Regions from separate parts of the Mus musculus genome. Here region 2 is linked to region 1. A link is a contact called in public Hi-C data. All regions are on one chromosome and are shown on one strand. The core of a region is the stretch at or near the end of the contact, and the rest is flanking DNA. Distances in the headings are between cores, read along the strand shown. Region 1 has its middle 110 kb from the start of Tet2. Region 2 has its middle 33 kb from the start of Gm6135.

Evidence for each region. A called contact is a pair of places that touch in the nucleus more often than the background predicts.
Region 2: a contact with region 1 is called in a Hi-C map of Th1 cells, with 2.9 times the contacts expected there. The contact joins two enhancer-like sites. A contact is called at or near these places in 1 of 484 Hi-C or Micro-C datasets (Th1 cells) and 2 of 115 datasets of contacts at active chromatin or transcription factors (CD8 T cells and kidney).

Annotation. Positions count from the first base shown.
Region 1 is chr3:133,435,589-133,439,311 of GRCm38.p6, forward strand. No RefSeq gene overlaps it. Among named protein-coding and RNA genes, the nearest start is that of Tet2, 110 kb to the right of the region's middle. Within about 2 kb of position 1,708, at least 34 of the 459 cell types and tissues checked have an H3K27ac peak or open chromatin away from gene starts, as enhancers often do. A contact at or near this core is called in Th1 cells, where this site is marked.
Region 2 is chr3:133,756,325-133,760,087 of GRCm38.p6, forward strand. No RefSeq gene overlaps it. Among named protein-coding and RNA genes, the nearest start is that of Gm6135, 33 kb to the right of the region's middle. Within about 2 kb of position 1,882, at least 62 of the 459 cell types and tissues checked have an H3K27ac peak or open chromatin away from gene starts, as enhancers often do. A contact at or near this core is called in Th1 cells, where this site is marked.

The sequences.
Region 1 (3,723 bases), core at 458-2,957:
ATGTCCCCACACAAATAAGTTGAAAATGTCTGTGCCTTTCTCTGTTGGACTTATCTAGGTGACATGCCAAGAGGAGAAGATGTGGTGTCTCTGAGGTCATTGCTGAATGTTATAGGAAATTGGACATGGTGGCTCATGTCTGTTATTTCTGAACTTAGGGGCCAAGGCAAGAGGATCATCAGTGGTCCAAGGTCAATTCAGGCTACACAGTGACCTTGAGGCTGGACTGTGCTATAGAACAACCTCCTTCTAACAAAACTGAAATGTTCCAGGTGGTTAGGAATCCAGTCGAGCAGTGTTCAGATCAATGTGTGTTTCCATCCACCTCTTCCTCTTTCCCTCATTACAAATTATTTTCCTAGTATGGAAAAATATAAAAATGAGAACTCAAGAATTTCACACTGTGAGTTGCTTTCATCTAGACTACTAAAACCTTGGTTTGCTTTTGGTTCTTCTTTGGTGGTGGGGGCAGGGTCAAGAAGACATAGGGGGTTTTGCTTGTCATTGGAAATGAAATATCTATCTAAAATAAGAACTTCATTCTCATTTGTCATGTCATTCAATCTTGCTAATTAAAATCTGTAAGCATGTCTTTATTATTGTATTTTCCACCTCAGGCAGAACATTAGGGTTAAGAGTTGTTCAAGTGAGGGCCTGGAAGAGCCAGTTTCAAGCAGGTCTGCCTGTCTGCCAAGCTGTCAGCATCCTCAGAGAAAGGCTCTTGTTTCCTGTAGCAGGGTTCAAAAGTATTCTCCGCTGGACTCAAACACTAAACAACGCCTAAACTTCAGGTGTTTTTAACCTTCCCAATGCTACAACCATTTAACACAGTTCCTCATGCTATACTGACTCCCAATCATAAAATTTTTCCACTGCTACTTCATAGCCATAATATTGCTACTGTTATGAATCATAATGTAAATATCTGTTATACAGGATATCTGTTATGTAACCCCCAAAAAGGGTTGAGACCCACAGGTTGACCTAAAAAACTTCTGACCTAAAGAGATGATTTACCCAACAATTTGGCCACAACCAGATGTAGAAACATCTTTGAACAGTGAAGCAAGCACAAAGGCGAACAGAGGAGAGAGGGAACTAGAAATGCTGCCTTTGCCCTGGGGAAGCCAGGAAGTTAAACATTTCTTCATTGGGAAGGAACTTGTCCTGTGTGTCCTCTCTCTGCCTGCTTTTCCAATGTAGGTCCGGGCACACTGGACCAGAGGGATGACTCTAAGTCTAGATTGAACCTCTTGAAACTTAAAGGCAGAAGGAAACCTGCCATCCTGCCTCCAGCCCCATGAGAATGCTGGTGATATTTGAGTAGCCAGAAGATCATCGTAGACAAAAGTGCTTCTACTCTTCTGTTTCCTGGCCCAGGGCTTCCCCCTTGCCCTCCTAGCAATGGACCCATTTCTAGGATCAACCATGTTCTATTGCGTCATTTTTTTTTCTGTTCCATTTGGCTAACAGTGACTCAGAACAGTTGAACAACCCCCTTTTCTCTGAACAATCTGAAGCTCATCCTGCAAGCAGTTTCTCTCTGCCCCTTCATTCTGGGTAGCCCTGGGGTTTCCCCTTTTCTTGAATTCTAGTAATGAATGGTTGCCGAGAAAGCAGGTGATTCGATGCTGTCATGAACCGAACTATGGGTAAGAAGCCCTGTGACATCAGCTGCTGCTCAGTGCTTGCGGCCAGCACTCTGTCATCTGTAGCATCATGGTGCAGTGTTCTCCACTGATGCTTTTCAGAGTCAGAGAAACACAGGGTCTTAGAGGCACATGTGATACATGCTCAAAATGCATGCTCGTTCCTTTAAAAACACTTTTTAAAAATTGGACAGTTTTTATTTATATAAGCAACATTTCTCTCTCTCATCCCCTACTCTCTCCCATTAACACCCTCCTTCTTACCAAGTCCTTTCCTACTGTCATGTCTTCCTTTTGTGTGTGCAACACTGATTTTAATAAAAGTTACCTTCTTGAGCATGAGTGAGGGGTTATTTTAGTAAACAAGGTCGATTTATTAGTGACTACACCACTAAAGACAGAACCACCCCCTTGCGAATTCTGTTTGGGGCCTTTTTTCTTACTAAGATTTTTCTCACTGACCCAAATCCCTTTTGCCAGGGGACAGAGAAATGAATAGTGGGTGGTAAATATTATCTGGTTCATGTATGTAGCCGGGACACGACCCACAGGACCATGATGATGGTTCTAGGTGAGGTGAATTTGCCCAGGTCCACCCAGAACACACTGTAGGTATTGGACAGCTGACGGCTGGGGACGTAGCTCAGTGGTGGAGCTTCAGCTCAGTATGTGAGAGATGCTGAGGTTCAGTCTTGAGACCAAGAAAGAAATAAAAACCAGCTGAATGCTGTAGACCCTCTGGGTCCCTGTGTCTGCGTGGAATGGGTCTCTCGACGCAGGTGGGCAAAGTGTGGATGAATGACAAACAGACACACACAGGAGAGGTTGTGTGGAATCTGAGTGTAATTTTCGAATTGAGCTTCAGACTTTTTATGCAGAGGACAATAAGGAAGTTGGGTGACATATTCATATTTGCAAGGTACAATTGAGGTAACGGGAATGTTACATAAAACAGAGGAATGCAAACACAAAAGGTCTAATGGGAACCACCTGGGATAGAATACATTGATAACAGCTGGGATCAACAAGGGCTCCACCTAAGATTCACTAATCTTAGAAGCCAGGGTCAAGGGCTTCGCGCCCTTGCCATAGTTCCTATTTTAGTCTCTTGTATAGTCCACCTTCCCCTTAGGCCATTGTAAATACATGTGTATGGGTGTAACTCTGCTATAGTTCTAAGTATCTATTCTGATTTCTCCTTTGGTCTGAAACTTCCTTCTTCCTTAGTGAGGGTAAATTCCTGTGTAAGGGAGTGACTTAGCTTTTACAATCTTACTGAATTCCAAGCCCTTGATCTTGGTCAAGGACATTCTAGGACTGTTGGAACACTGGCGGAAGGCTTTAGCCATGTCAGAATTCAATTTTAAAAAGCACTTATAATAGGAAAATACTGAAAGAGAGCACGTGGATCCATACACTAGACTAACATGGTAATGGAACGCGGGAATGAAAAATTAATGTATGGGTAGAGAATGCTAGACTCCAGGAGGAGAGCTTCCTTGAAACTCTTTTGCCTCATGAGTGACTTTTAAGCCTTTCGGCTTGTCCAGCTGACTGACCGGAGAGCATAGCAGCTGAACAGAAACTGACTTTCTGGGCTCCGATGGGTCAGTCAGAGTCTTCTCTCAAAAAAAAAAGAAAAAGAAACTCCTAACTCCCTTGATTCCTGCCAGGCTTTGAAATCATTTGTTTTCAGTGCTTTGATCTTCAGATCTTAATCTTAAAGTTATTTAAATTCCATACCCTAGTTTTCTCAACTATATATTGGAGATAATAATAAATAATAATAATAATAATTCTTACTTGTAGTTAGAGAAGATCCAGAAATTTAAATATGAAAAGCTCCCACCTATATCAGTGTTTGACCCACAGCAAATCCTCTATAAATAATAATGTAATGCTGAGTGAAGTTTTTGCTCTAGGTTGAGAAGTTGCTGGAATGCAGTAATATTACAACCTACCCGGGAGACGAAAGTGCAGCCTTTGAAAAGACCTATGCCTTGACCTGGAAAGGTCAGCAGTGGCTGTCATGAACCATCTCAAATCACATGAACGCCACTCCACTATGAAGATT
Region 2 (3,763 bases), core at 632-3,131, 320 kb after region 1:
AGAGTGCAGTAAACTCTGGAAACAGTTTATTTCTCTGGCCAAATGGAGAGTCACATACGCGTCATGCTTTTGCACACTACGAGCACGAAGAAGAGACAGCCATGGTGAAGAGTGAGCGTAGCAGGGACCCAGGCACTGTGTTGTCCGCCTCCAACACCCATGTTAAAAGATTTAACTAGTGGCTTTACTCTTTAGGCAGCTGCTAGTGCGCTAACAGAAAACAACCATCACACATTATTTGCTTCTGGAAGTTTCCTTGACTTCTTGATATTTTAGAAAATTATACCAAATCAGGTGAGAATTAGTTCTAACGACATTATTTTTCTTAGTATTTTTTTCTATATATACACCAAGGGGGTGCGGGGGAGAACAAAGCCCAGTTTTTTTGTTTTGTTTTGTTTTGCTTTGTTTTACATATTAAAACAAATACATTAAAGAAGGCACAAGTAGGGCTGATATTGTTGTGTCAGCTCTTTGATGCTCTTATTTCACGTTCTTCCTAGATTTTCCATAGAAAAGTGGGGAGAATCATTACAGAAGTGAGCCAGAGGGCCGTGATGAAGCCCGCACGAACTTTCCTCAGTGTCAGGCTCCGATGTCCTCCACTGTTTCCACTCTGTCTGTTTTGACTTTGTAGGGTCACTCCCTGAGATTTTGCCTTCTAATGTCCCTGTTTCCGTTTGATTACAAACCCTAACTGTGCTTTTTCCTCACAATATAATCTGGAGAATTGTGCTTCAGGTGTAAGGCATACTCTAGACGCTTAATTCTATGGTGCTAACCAAATGACCTCTTCATTCATTCATTCATTCATTCATTCATTCATTCATTCAGATCTATGTGGGCCAGTGGTTGTTCTGTATGTTATAAACTTAGAAGGAATGAAGATGGGGGATCTTTGGCTTATCTCTTTCGTTCCCATTTCCCCTAGGTTGCTACACTTTTAGGCATTCTGTAAAAACCCAATGTAAATGCTGTTTTTTCCATAAAACCTGCAGTTACATACTCATAAAACTGTTCCCACAGTCCTCTATATTCCCATGACAGTACTGCTTCGGTCTCTTTTTGGTTATTTTCCTATGTGATGGTGCATTATACTGTCTAGAATGTGGGCTTATGCAGGAGGGTGACTGTGTCATTTTAATCTCTCCTCGCTATCAAGCTCCATGTTGCTCTGTTCAACTGGCTCCTCTCTGGCCACATCTTTTCTGGGCCGTCCATCAGTTATTCCAGACACCTTGCCATGTCTTGTCTTTGTAATTGTCTCTTCTAGACATTTTTGGCCAGACCCCTTTCACACCTTTATTACTTAGCTCCTGCTAGGAGGCTTAAATTCTGCATAATGACCTAGAGAATGATTATATTTTATACTGAGCAAGTCCTTAATTAATCTATTTAACAAATAAGTGAAAATTTAAAGGAAATATGTTTAGTTCTTATTACTTCTATAGTAAGTTTGGGATGAGACTATAAATGCTGAGAGCCGCTGCTGGCATTAACAAAACTGTGGGGAAGGCACACAAACACAGACCTGGCAACTCCGCTGCACACATGAGGTAATGCAAGCTACCCCTGGTCACTCAGTCCTTCTGCTTCTGCACTCCTTGTTGGTATAGCAGCCCCCGCCCCCACCCCTCTTAAGCTAGGGGAGAACAGGAAAAACACAACTCTCAACTCAAGTTAGATCAGGAAGTTGTGTGGCAATTTCTGGAATGTCAAGAATAAAAATAAGGAAGCAAGAATTAATCCTGCTAGCCTCGAATGAGAAGCTGTCACCGAGAAAGCTGTAACTTTCTAAATGAATCTAACACCTCTGAAACTCCCCCAACTATGCCAAGTGTTTACATGTTCTCTCAGAATGTGGCATCTACAGCGAGTGGTTTTGGTCGCGAAGCACACCATCTGCGTGATTACCCAGCCCTTGCGAAGAGTACTCTGAACTCAGCAGTTGTACAACAGACGCATTTAAAATATACAGTGTTCCCACTCCCATAGTTCAGAGCGGGTGTTAGAAAACAACCAGCCTCCTGGAGAACTCAGACTGCATCTGATGTTCTTCCAGACACCTTTCTGCCACCCTGCATGTAGTTCTGGAAGATAGCATTATCATAAGAGATTTACAGACCAAAGCACAGGTCAGCCTGACCTCCGGGCCATCATCAGCTGCAGTCACAGTCATTAGTGAGTCAATTGGTGTGAGAAGTGAAGTCAGATCGCTCCTCAGCTGTCATCCAAGGGGAGGTCTGTGTTGTCGGAGGAAAAACACACCCATAGCAGTCAGAGGGTGAATACTCCAGAGAAGGGACTAAGAGGACTTTCACTGTTAGTCAGCCGTGCCACCCACATAGTTCTCTTGAAAAATAACTTTAGGCTGTAGTTGCTGATGAAGTGCCAGAATCAAGACTGAAAAACTAGGAAGCTACTTTTGCAGTGACATTGGTGACTGCAGACCCACAGTTGTGAAAGAGGGACATCAAAGAGAACTCTTTAAAAAAAATGTGATAACGATGCTAAAGCAGAGCTCTCCACATTGATGGCTTCTGGCTGGGATCTGGGTAGGGAAGGACACAGTTTTCTTTAAGGGGCTGACCATTGGGAGTTTTATCATGCTCCAGTGAGTATACTGGCAACACAATTGAACTTGGTTTTGGTTTTGTTTGTTTTGCTTCTCCTCTTCCTTATCTTCCTCCTCCTCTTCCTCCTCTTCTTCTTCCTCCCTCATGTCAGTAAGAAAAATAAGAAAAATATCATAGTTTTCTTAACTCACACTAGGTCAGACACCAGCAACAAGTTTTGGGTGTGAAAAGTAAAAGTAATAATTAGAGAAAAAAAAGTCTTATGAGTACAAAATCAAAAGCAAACCAAAACCCCTAAATATACTAAAGATATGCACTGGATCTGGGAGCTGTTTCTTGGGCATAATAGACTCTACCTGTTCCAAATGGGCAGGGCACAAATAGAGCAGTCCTTCTCTAGCCATGGCTTTCAGTCTTAATATGTAAGTCACATGAGTCCATGATCATTAGTACATTTTAACCAAATTGTGTGTTATATGGACAGGATCTCTATATGAAAGATTTGGACAGGAAGTCCATACCCTAGAGTGACTTTGTCTTGGAGAGTCAGTTTAAGGACTGTGTTTGCTAGTTAGTAAATGAATGTTAAAGTCATATTTAACATAATGTAATATAATAACATTCCAGATTTGCAGCATGTGACATCACAGGCCAGGACTGTCTGGGAGAGCAGTAGAACTGGCTTTTCTGAGGCTGGCTCACAGAACACAGAGAGAAGCTGAAGGCTCAAGCTGGAGGGAGGTGAGAGTCTCATGTTCAGTGGAACTGGTGACATCTGAGAAACAAAAGAGAAAAGATGTTTGGGATTTTATACTTAGGAATTTGGGCGATTGAGTTTTGATTCTCAGTGAAACAATACTTGGTGGAATGTTTAATTACATCCAGGTTGCCCTGTGATCCAAAGGGCTTCTGGGTACACTTTCTCAGAAACTGAGATCAAATCTTGGAACAATTTGAAAGTTTATTTAGGCATTTGGGGGAAATTTCATCAACATTCAGCATTTCCAAGTTAATTAAATCAGTTTCTGAAAACAAGCAGGAAAGAAAAGGTTTGGGTTTTTTCCTTCTTCATGTCTGCGTGTCAGCATAGCTTAGGGACCCACCTAGCCACTGCAGCAATGCATCCCAGCAGGTTTGATGTTTCCCCTGTGCAGATCTTGTACTGGATAATGATCAACACCCATCAT